2 separate regions of the Sus scrofa genome follow, and region 1 is linked to region 2. A link is a contact called in public promoter capture Hi-C data. All regions are on one chromosome and are shown on one strand. Each heading gives the region's core, a stretch centred on a gene start, on an enhancer-like site or on the middle of the called end of the contact. The rest is flanking DNA. Distances are from core to core; before and after follow the strand shown. Region 1 holds the start of HSP90B1 (heat shock protein 90 beta family member 1). Region 2 holds the start of NFYB (nuclear transcription factor Y subunit beta).

Evidence for each region. Promoter capture Hi-C pulls out the DNA fragments that hold promoters and counts their contacts.
Region 1: a promoter capture Hi-C map of fetal liver shows a contact between it and region 2, with 2.7 times the contacts expected there. The contact joins the promoter of HSP90B1 here to the promoter of NFYB in region 2. A contact is called at or near these places in 3 of 5 promoter capture datasets (fetal liver, fetal skeletal muscle and liver), 3 of 47 Hi-C or Micro-C datasets (heart right ventricle and liver) and 2 of 2 datasets of contacts at active chromatin or transcription factors (alveolar macrophages and skeletal muscle).

The regions. Positions count from the first base shown.
Region 1 is chr5:80,528,421-80,532,428 of Sscrofa11.1, reverse strand. It overlaps HSP90B1 (heat shock protein 90 beta family member 1), which reads left to right and starts at 1,567. Exons shown (of 19, transcript NM_214103.1): 1 at 1,567-1,627; 2 at 2,618-2,720; 3 at 3,448-3,589. The coding sequence starts at 1,579.
Region 2 is chr5:80,332,655-80,336,354 of Sscrofa11.1, reverse strand. NFYB (nuclear transcription factor Y subunit beta) reads right to left here and starts at 1,842. Exons shown (of 8, transcript NM_001144930.1): 1 at 1,306-1,842.

The DNA.
Region 1 (4,008 bases), core at 318-2,817, 200 kb before region 2:
AGAAAACAAATTCGAAGGTCAAATAACCTCTAGAAAGCATTAAGGAAGGCAGTATTTTTGTTGGAATGTGGTGTGGGTCGGAGTAGGGGGCGGTCTGTAAAGACCAGGTTAAAGAGACAGAAAACTTTTCTAACGACGCAGCTTAGCCTGAGGGACTTTTCTCACATGAAAGACACCTGGTGTTTTACGTGTCTTTCTATGTTTCTATGAAGTTAGAAGGCTGCACTCTCTCATTTGCAGCCCCACAGGTTTTGCTTTCAAAGATCTGCAGGTGTATCCTCCTGCGCCCGTCAAATTGAGAGGGGTTTTTTTGTTTTTTGTTTTTTCTATGCTAGACTGGCTTTACTACCACGCTCTCTACTTAACTTACAGCAGGGGCTCTGTAGGTGACCGCCTTTGAACTTCACCAAGGAGTAGAGGGCATCAAAGTTGCTCGCAATCTCTCAAGGGACAATAAATAAATAGCCCCACTGTCCTCCTCTTCTGTAAATCCAATCAGAAGGCCTGGAGATTCTGGCCACGAAAAGTACAGACGTAACAGGGGCTCCGGCTGACCTAGGGAAGCGCGAGAAGACAGATTCGGAAAAGCGTGTTCTCCAACTGGAGGCGAGTCCCAGACTCGAGAGGCCCAAGCCCATAATACTGGGCGGCCTCACCCAAGACCTGGCGGCTTTCTAGGCCCGCTTCTGAAGGCTGTGTACACTGAAGAGTCTGGAACAGGTACAAATCTCTACCGCAAGGGGAAGGAAATGTAAACACTAAAACGCGCGGCACAGAGTTCCGGCGGAGACACACTGGAAAAATGGGGAAAGAAGGGCCAAGCTACGCAACTGAATAAAGACTACGATTCCCAGCATTCACTACAGTGTTCCCCGGGGTACGTTGCATGCCGGGAACTGTAGTTTCTCACCACCCCATGGAACATCGCTAGGGGGATTGTCAACCTCTCACGTGTGTCTCTTTTCCAAGAAGCACTGCCAAATAGAAAACTGGCTGCAAAAAGTCGCACCGGAATCATTCGCAAGATGACCCCACGCGGGGACAAGGGAAAGGTGAAGAGCGCGTTGCCATGGCTACCGCTTCTCTTGGTCCCAGAATAAACGCGCTCTAAGATCCGGAAGTAGTTCCGGGCGACCTCTCCACCTGGAGGGATGAATTCTGTGCTGACGTTCATTGGACGGTTTCCCTTAGAGGCCAAAGCAACCAAGGCAAAGGGGCGGTCCCTCGTGAGAGGGGCCCGCGGAACCGTTTGATTGGAGAAGAGGAGCCAAGACTGACCAATTGGAAGGAGCCACGCTTCGGGCATCGGGCACCGCACCTGGACAGCTCCGATTGGTGGACTGCGGTCCCCCCTACGAGTTCCCATTGGGTACAGGGAGTGCGTGGTGCAGCCCGATTGGCGGGTTCGTGTTTCCCGTCCCCCGCCCGCGAGTAGTGGGGGTGAAAAGCGGCCCGACCTGCTTGGGGGGTAGTGGGCGGATCGCACGGCTTGTGGTTGTGAGGTTCTGAGCCCAGGGGAGGGGGGGCGGAGGTGGCTCCTTCGATCAAAGGGGACTTGAGACTCACCGGCCGTGCGACATGAGGGCCCTGTGGGTGCTGGGCCTGTGCTGCGTCCTGCTGACCTTCGGTGAGTGATCCTGGAGGAGCGGGCACCCCTGGACGCCCCCCCGCTCCAACACGGCCTCTTCTCGAAGGTTCTGGGGGCGTTGAACCTGGGAAGGGGATAACACGGTCTGCGCTGGGCGGATGGGGATGTCCATCGATTTTCCTCGAAAGAGGTTCAGGGGATTTCGTTTACTCTAATTACTCTGGAAAGAAAAAAGGAGAATGGAGTCGTTTAAATCTCTTGCGGATGTCCTAGTATCCGCTCTTAGAAGTCTCAGTCTTCTGGGAGTGGGGCCTGGCTTGGGCTCGCGCCCCTTGGGAGCATTGCGTGTCCCCTTCCGAGGACTTTTGTCAAACGCCGCAATCTTTGGCCGCTCGAGTTTGAGGACCCTCCGCCCCCGGTATTCCGACTGTTCGCCAACGCGAGTTTCCTTTCTTAGGTGCTGGACTGTGAAGCTTGGGGCCCTGGGGCAGCGGACCGGCATTGGCAGCGCGGTTGATTCACTTTCGCTCAAACTCCTTAACATTTTAAAATCTCTAAATATTTCTTCCCTTTGTCAGGCCCCTAGGCCCAATTTCACTTCCCCTCGCTAGAGGTTGCACAAATTCTGTTTGAGCTCTGACCTGTGACATCGAAGGACTAAGTTTGGCATGGTCAGTTTGGAGCCTTGTGTCGGCCTGCGCGCAACACGTGTGAATGTACAGGGGGCCTGGTAGCAAATCAGCTAAGCGCTGTTTGTGAAGAATCTCTGGGCCACCTTTCAGAAGTGATGGCTGCCTCCGTATTTCAGAATCCACTGGGGGACCTCAGTATCTGAACTTAAATAAGAAATATGCTGACATGGGTTTATATTGGATATTCAAGCCAGTGGATCCATTCTTTCATCCCCACCTCCCATATTTTCCAAGTGAATTTTGCAACATCTACCCTTGCCTTGTTGATCTTGTTTCTTCTAAGAAGTACATGGAGCTATGGTGTTTGAGAGTTTTCTGGTATTACATTTTCCCGCAGGGTCTGTCCGCGCTGAGGATGAAGTGGATGTGGATGGGACAGTGGAAGAAGATCTGGGTAAAAGTAGAGAAGGTTCCAGGACAGATGATGAAATAGTACAGAGGTTTGTACTCTTCCGGAACGATGCAAATAACCCCTGGGAAACCCTGGAATACAGTAATTTTTTTATGTTCATTCTCCAAAGGTCCAGATGAAGTTTTAACACTTTGAATTTAATTACTAGATAGTAGAGAAAACGTTAGGGGGAGCAAGCATGTGCATGCACAGTATCTCCTAAATTGCCCCTAAGAATGGTCAAAACGGAATGAATTCTTTGGAAAACTGTTTTGATAATACTGGCGCTATAGCCTTCCTAAGATCTTAGAAAAGATCTACAGTTGGTTGTGTACTTGGCAAGTGTGTACCCTTGGTAATTTTTTTTTTTTCCTTAAAGATTTCTGTAAGTGGAGTGATGTTTTACTTTGGTCTCTTAGGATTTAAAATTATGTAGACCCTTAGGCAGGCAGAGGGACAGGCCTGTGAGAGGGAGCAAAAATGAGTGTGAGTTTGTTTCTTAGTAGAGGGAAGTTGGGTTTATTTTTCTGACAGTTTTAAGCACAAAGTATTTCCAACATGGTTTTAAAGTAACCTGTTGCTGTATTAAAATAATAATGAAATAAATAATAAAATAATAATGAAATGGTGGGCTAGTCATATTTTATAAAGATTTCCACTTTGTCCTTTTTACCCCTAAGACAACCTTAAGAGACCACCGTGCTCTCATCACAAATGCTGTATTTTTGGAGGGAACTAAGTAATGCAGTATTAGTTTATCAAATTTCTTTCCTTAGAGAGGAAGAAGCTATTCAATTGGATGGATTAAATGCATCCCAAATAAGAGAACTTAGAGAGAAATCAGAAAAATTTGCCTTCCAAGCTGAAGTTAACAGAATGATGAAACTTATCATCAATTCATTATATAAAAATAAAGAGGTAAGCAACATTTGGTTATAATAAAGATATTTTGTTTCTGTATGGTAGCATATTTGTTTACTTTCACAGTGAATGTGCTTACGTAGTAATTCCAAGCAAGTCGCTGGCAAAGTTTAAAAACCCAGTATGTGTAAGAATTGCTGCTAGATAGTTATTTGTGTGTGTTCGGGTGGGGGTGGGGGGTGTTTGTTAGACATTTCTTTCCTTTCTTTTTCCCTTTCCCCTCCAGTTTTGTTCATGGCCTGCTAAATAGCTGTGAATCTTTTAAGTGCAGTCATACAAACTAAGCCTCATGTCTTATATACATAAAGGTCAGTAGGAGGAAAGTAGAGTATTAGCTACTCTGACCAGTGCAGGTATCCCTTATAGTCGCTGCAGTCCTTGTGTAAAGAGCTGTACCTCCTTTTACCAAGAGAGTA
Region 2 (3,700 bases), core at 593-3,092:
CTAAAATGGTTCAAAAAGCAAGCACCCAATAAATGTTTGTTAAATTGGGAGACGTATTTTGGAGGACTTATAAAAGTTCATGCTATTGGGGGAAGTACGGCTTTTCCAACAAAGCCCTATATTTAGTCATGTTCATCATAAATATTCATCACAACACACCAAATTATATAATACGCAAGAGGCCAAAAATTACATATCAACACCCAAGACACAAATATCCCACTTATCAACTTAATTTTTACTGATGGCTTTCCTTATGTTTTAGAGTGAGATTTAGGGTTCAAAAGCTCAAAAGGGAAGACAAGTTTATCTCAGGATATAATGCTTTCCAATTAAATATCTCAGATTATAGCGGGAAGAAGATACATGTTGCCCAGAGAACATCCAGAGAAAGAGAATACAGTCAATTAAGACCTGTATTATTTTAAAGCATCACCATTTGGGACTAAAATTGCATCTCAATAGCACTTCATTCTCACTGTAAGGCATAAATAGTTGAATAAATTGGCATCAATTACGATGTTACAATTTCCATTCTCATTTGCTCTTCCCCTTTTTTCAAGGGAAAAAAAGGGGGGGGAGACAAAGACATATCCTTTCTGTGCTAATTTTTAAAAGAAGACAAAATACTGATATGCATTCAAGCATGAAATCTAGCAAACAGAAAAAACTCTAACCACCAAATTGAATTTTCAAATGCTACTACAAGGGTCCATGCAGCAAAGACTGGCTGACATTGTCTACTGTTCTGTAATCCCAAAAGCAATTTCTAATTTCTTTCCAAATATCATCTTCACTCTAACCCCAAAGCTGCCCAGAAAATTCCTTCCTCGTAGCTAGAAGTGTCATTTTTTAAAGGTGCCGTGGGGGGAGGAGAGAGATCCTCAGAACACTTAAAATACAGGAGCTGTCTATATTTATGTATTTTTGCTGGGGGTTGGGGTGGTGCCACACCTCACCACAATCACTCACCCAAATAGTTGAGTCAGTATATGTTTAGATTCAATATATTAAAGAGAAACACTATCACCTCACATGGTATATATTTTCTTACAGGCAGGTTATGATATATGTGAAAGCTCAAGGCAATGCATACATATGTTTAATGTTTAAAGAAATCTGTATCCAAGAAAAGCAGCAGACCCTTCCTCCACCCTCCATTCTTTGGCATCAACAACCAGAGTTTTGCACCAATATAAGCCTTAAATTGAACTACGGGAGCAGAGTGAGAACGGAATAATTGCCTCTTAAGGAATTTTGGTTAAACTTTACTAATAAAACCCCCTATTTGTTAATGCCACTTACATTGATCAGTTCACCTCATCACTTTGTATTTCTGACTTGTCTCCATACAAGAGAGCCGAAACCACCCCAGTGACTCGTGGCACGGAACCGTGCAGTCCATGCAGGCTGGGATGCTATTTTTTAAAAGGTCATATGCTACTTAACCTTGCTTAAACCATCTTTTAGAGTACTCTGGGCGAGATTTCGTCTTGTAGGTGCTCTTCTAATTCTTTGTTCTCCAAGACTACTCCTGAGGCCCGGTATATCCTCCCCGCCTCCCACCGAAGATTAAAACCTTAGTCCAATCCGGAAGGCTTCCTTCCCACCTTCGGGGCAAGTCCAGGGACCGCAAGCCGCCAGATGGCTGCATTCTATACGCGTAAACCAGACTGCGGGGAAACCAAATCCACTCCTTCCTCCCGGGGACCTCGCTTCCTCCCCACGAAGGTGCGCGGGCTGGCCCGGGTCCCACCGTCCGCCCGGCCGACCTGTCGGTCCCGCCTGGGCGGCGCGGACACCCCGGGCAGGCATCCCCCCTACTCGGCCGGCTCAGGCCCGGGGCCCGCGCCTAACGCCCGCCCGCCGCGCGGCGCCCGGGGTGCCGGGGCAGACAAAGCGGCCCGGCCCTGCCATGCCCCCGCGGAGTGGCGGGCGGAAGAGGGGCGCTCCCCGGGAGCCCCCGCGCGGCGGAGGAGGAGGATCGGGGCCGGGGGTCCAGGCTGCATCCTCCCGCCCCCAGCCGGCTCGCCACACAAAATGGAGCCGGCCCGGACGCCACCGAGAGCGGGGCCCGACGGTGCCCCGGCGCCCCCTCCTCGGCCTCGGGCCCGGAGGTCGGCGGCGGCGAGCAGGAGGCGGCCTGGCCCGCGTCCCGCCGCTCCTCGGCCGGGCGCACAAAGAGCCGCGCCGCGGCCCAGCGCCCGCTTCCCAGCCGGGCCCGCAGCGGGGGAGGCCTCGCAGGCGCCGGCCCGGCCCCGGCCCCGGCCCGGGCGGGAGGGCGGGCAGGCGGGAGTGAGCCAAGTGCCCCCGGCCGCGGCGGCGTTGGCGGCGGGGACGGCGCCGGGAGGAGACGGACATTTCATTCGAGCTAAAGTGGAGTCGGTTTAGGAGCGATCATTGGCCGAAGCGAGACACAAACCTCCAATGCAGCCCTGGTTGGCTCCCGTCTCCAATCGGCTGTTTGGTTGGACAGAAAATGGCTGCGAAGGAACCAGTCCCAGCGCGGAGCTCCGCTTCCAGGACTCGGCCTTCCCTCCCTCCGCCGCGGGCCGCTTCCCTCGGCGCGACACCCTCCCTCCGCAGCTCCCGCGCGCCCGCCCGGCGCGGCCCCGCCCCGGCACGGCCCCGCCCCCAGCCCCGCCCCGTGCGCTGAGCAGCCCGCAGAGCCCGCTGCAGGCCGCCGCGAGTCGGTCCTGCGGCGCGAGCGGAGCCCGCGGGTGGCTTTTTCCTCGGCAGGGACTAGGGCTGGGGCTCGGTGCTAAGGTCAGTGCGGGCTTTCCGCGGTATTTTCCCCACGTCTTGCGCATGATTTCTCAGCTCTCCCTCTCTTTTCCATCCCCTCCCCTGGCGCACGTGGAAGTGTCTCACCCGCCAAAGTGCAGCCTGCCTGCGCCTCGAGTTTTAAGAAGGGGAAACCAAGGGCAAAAGCTGCCGGCCAGGCGACACTCGAGCTACAGGGTGGATCTGAACGGCGATTACCTCCTGGTATGCTTTCAGCGCCAGCTGTTCGCCTTGTGCCCCTGTTAAGTTTGCCACATGCACAACGCTCCCTCTCGGTCACCGAGCTCCCCGTTCGTTTTTTCAGATTTCACCTAAAGATACAATCCTCTGCTTTAGGTTTAACAACCTGCTCAGTCCAGCCAGCCTTCACCCCAGCTTAAAATGTTGCATATGCCCCACCCGCACAGTATTTGCGACATGCCATGTGGCTTTTCCCAACCAGATGATATTTGAGCTGCCAGAATCCATGGCCCCTTCTTGCCTCCGCGCAACCAGGCTCTCTGCCTGTCTTTCCCTGACTGCGTCTGTGTAGGACTTCCCTCGGCTGTGACTCTCACAGATGGGCGGTGAGCCAGACACCACACACTACAAAGGGGGCAGGATTTTTGCAACCAGAGCCGGGAATCGTTCCCTTTACTTCCACTAAACAAGTGGCCCGGTGCCACATTAAACTTTCCAGCTTTAATCTTTTAAAAATATATAGCCATGTTTTATTTATAAAGCTCCTACTGTTTCTCCGCATATTTTCACATTTCCCGAGCAAATAAGGAAGCAAAGACCAATGAAAGCCTCCAGATATTCCAAGAGAAATAAATAGCAATGCCACAATGGGATCAGACAACCTGATTTGAATTCCAGCTCCCCCACTTACTGGCTTCAGTGGCCCTGGCCAAATTCACCTCTCTGATCGTTTCCT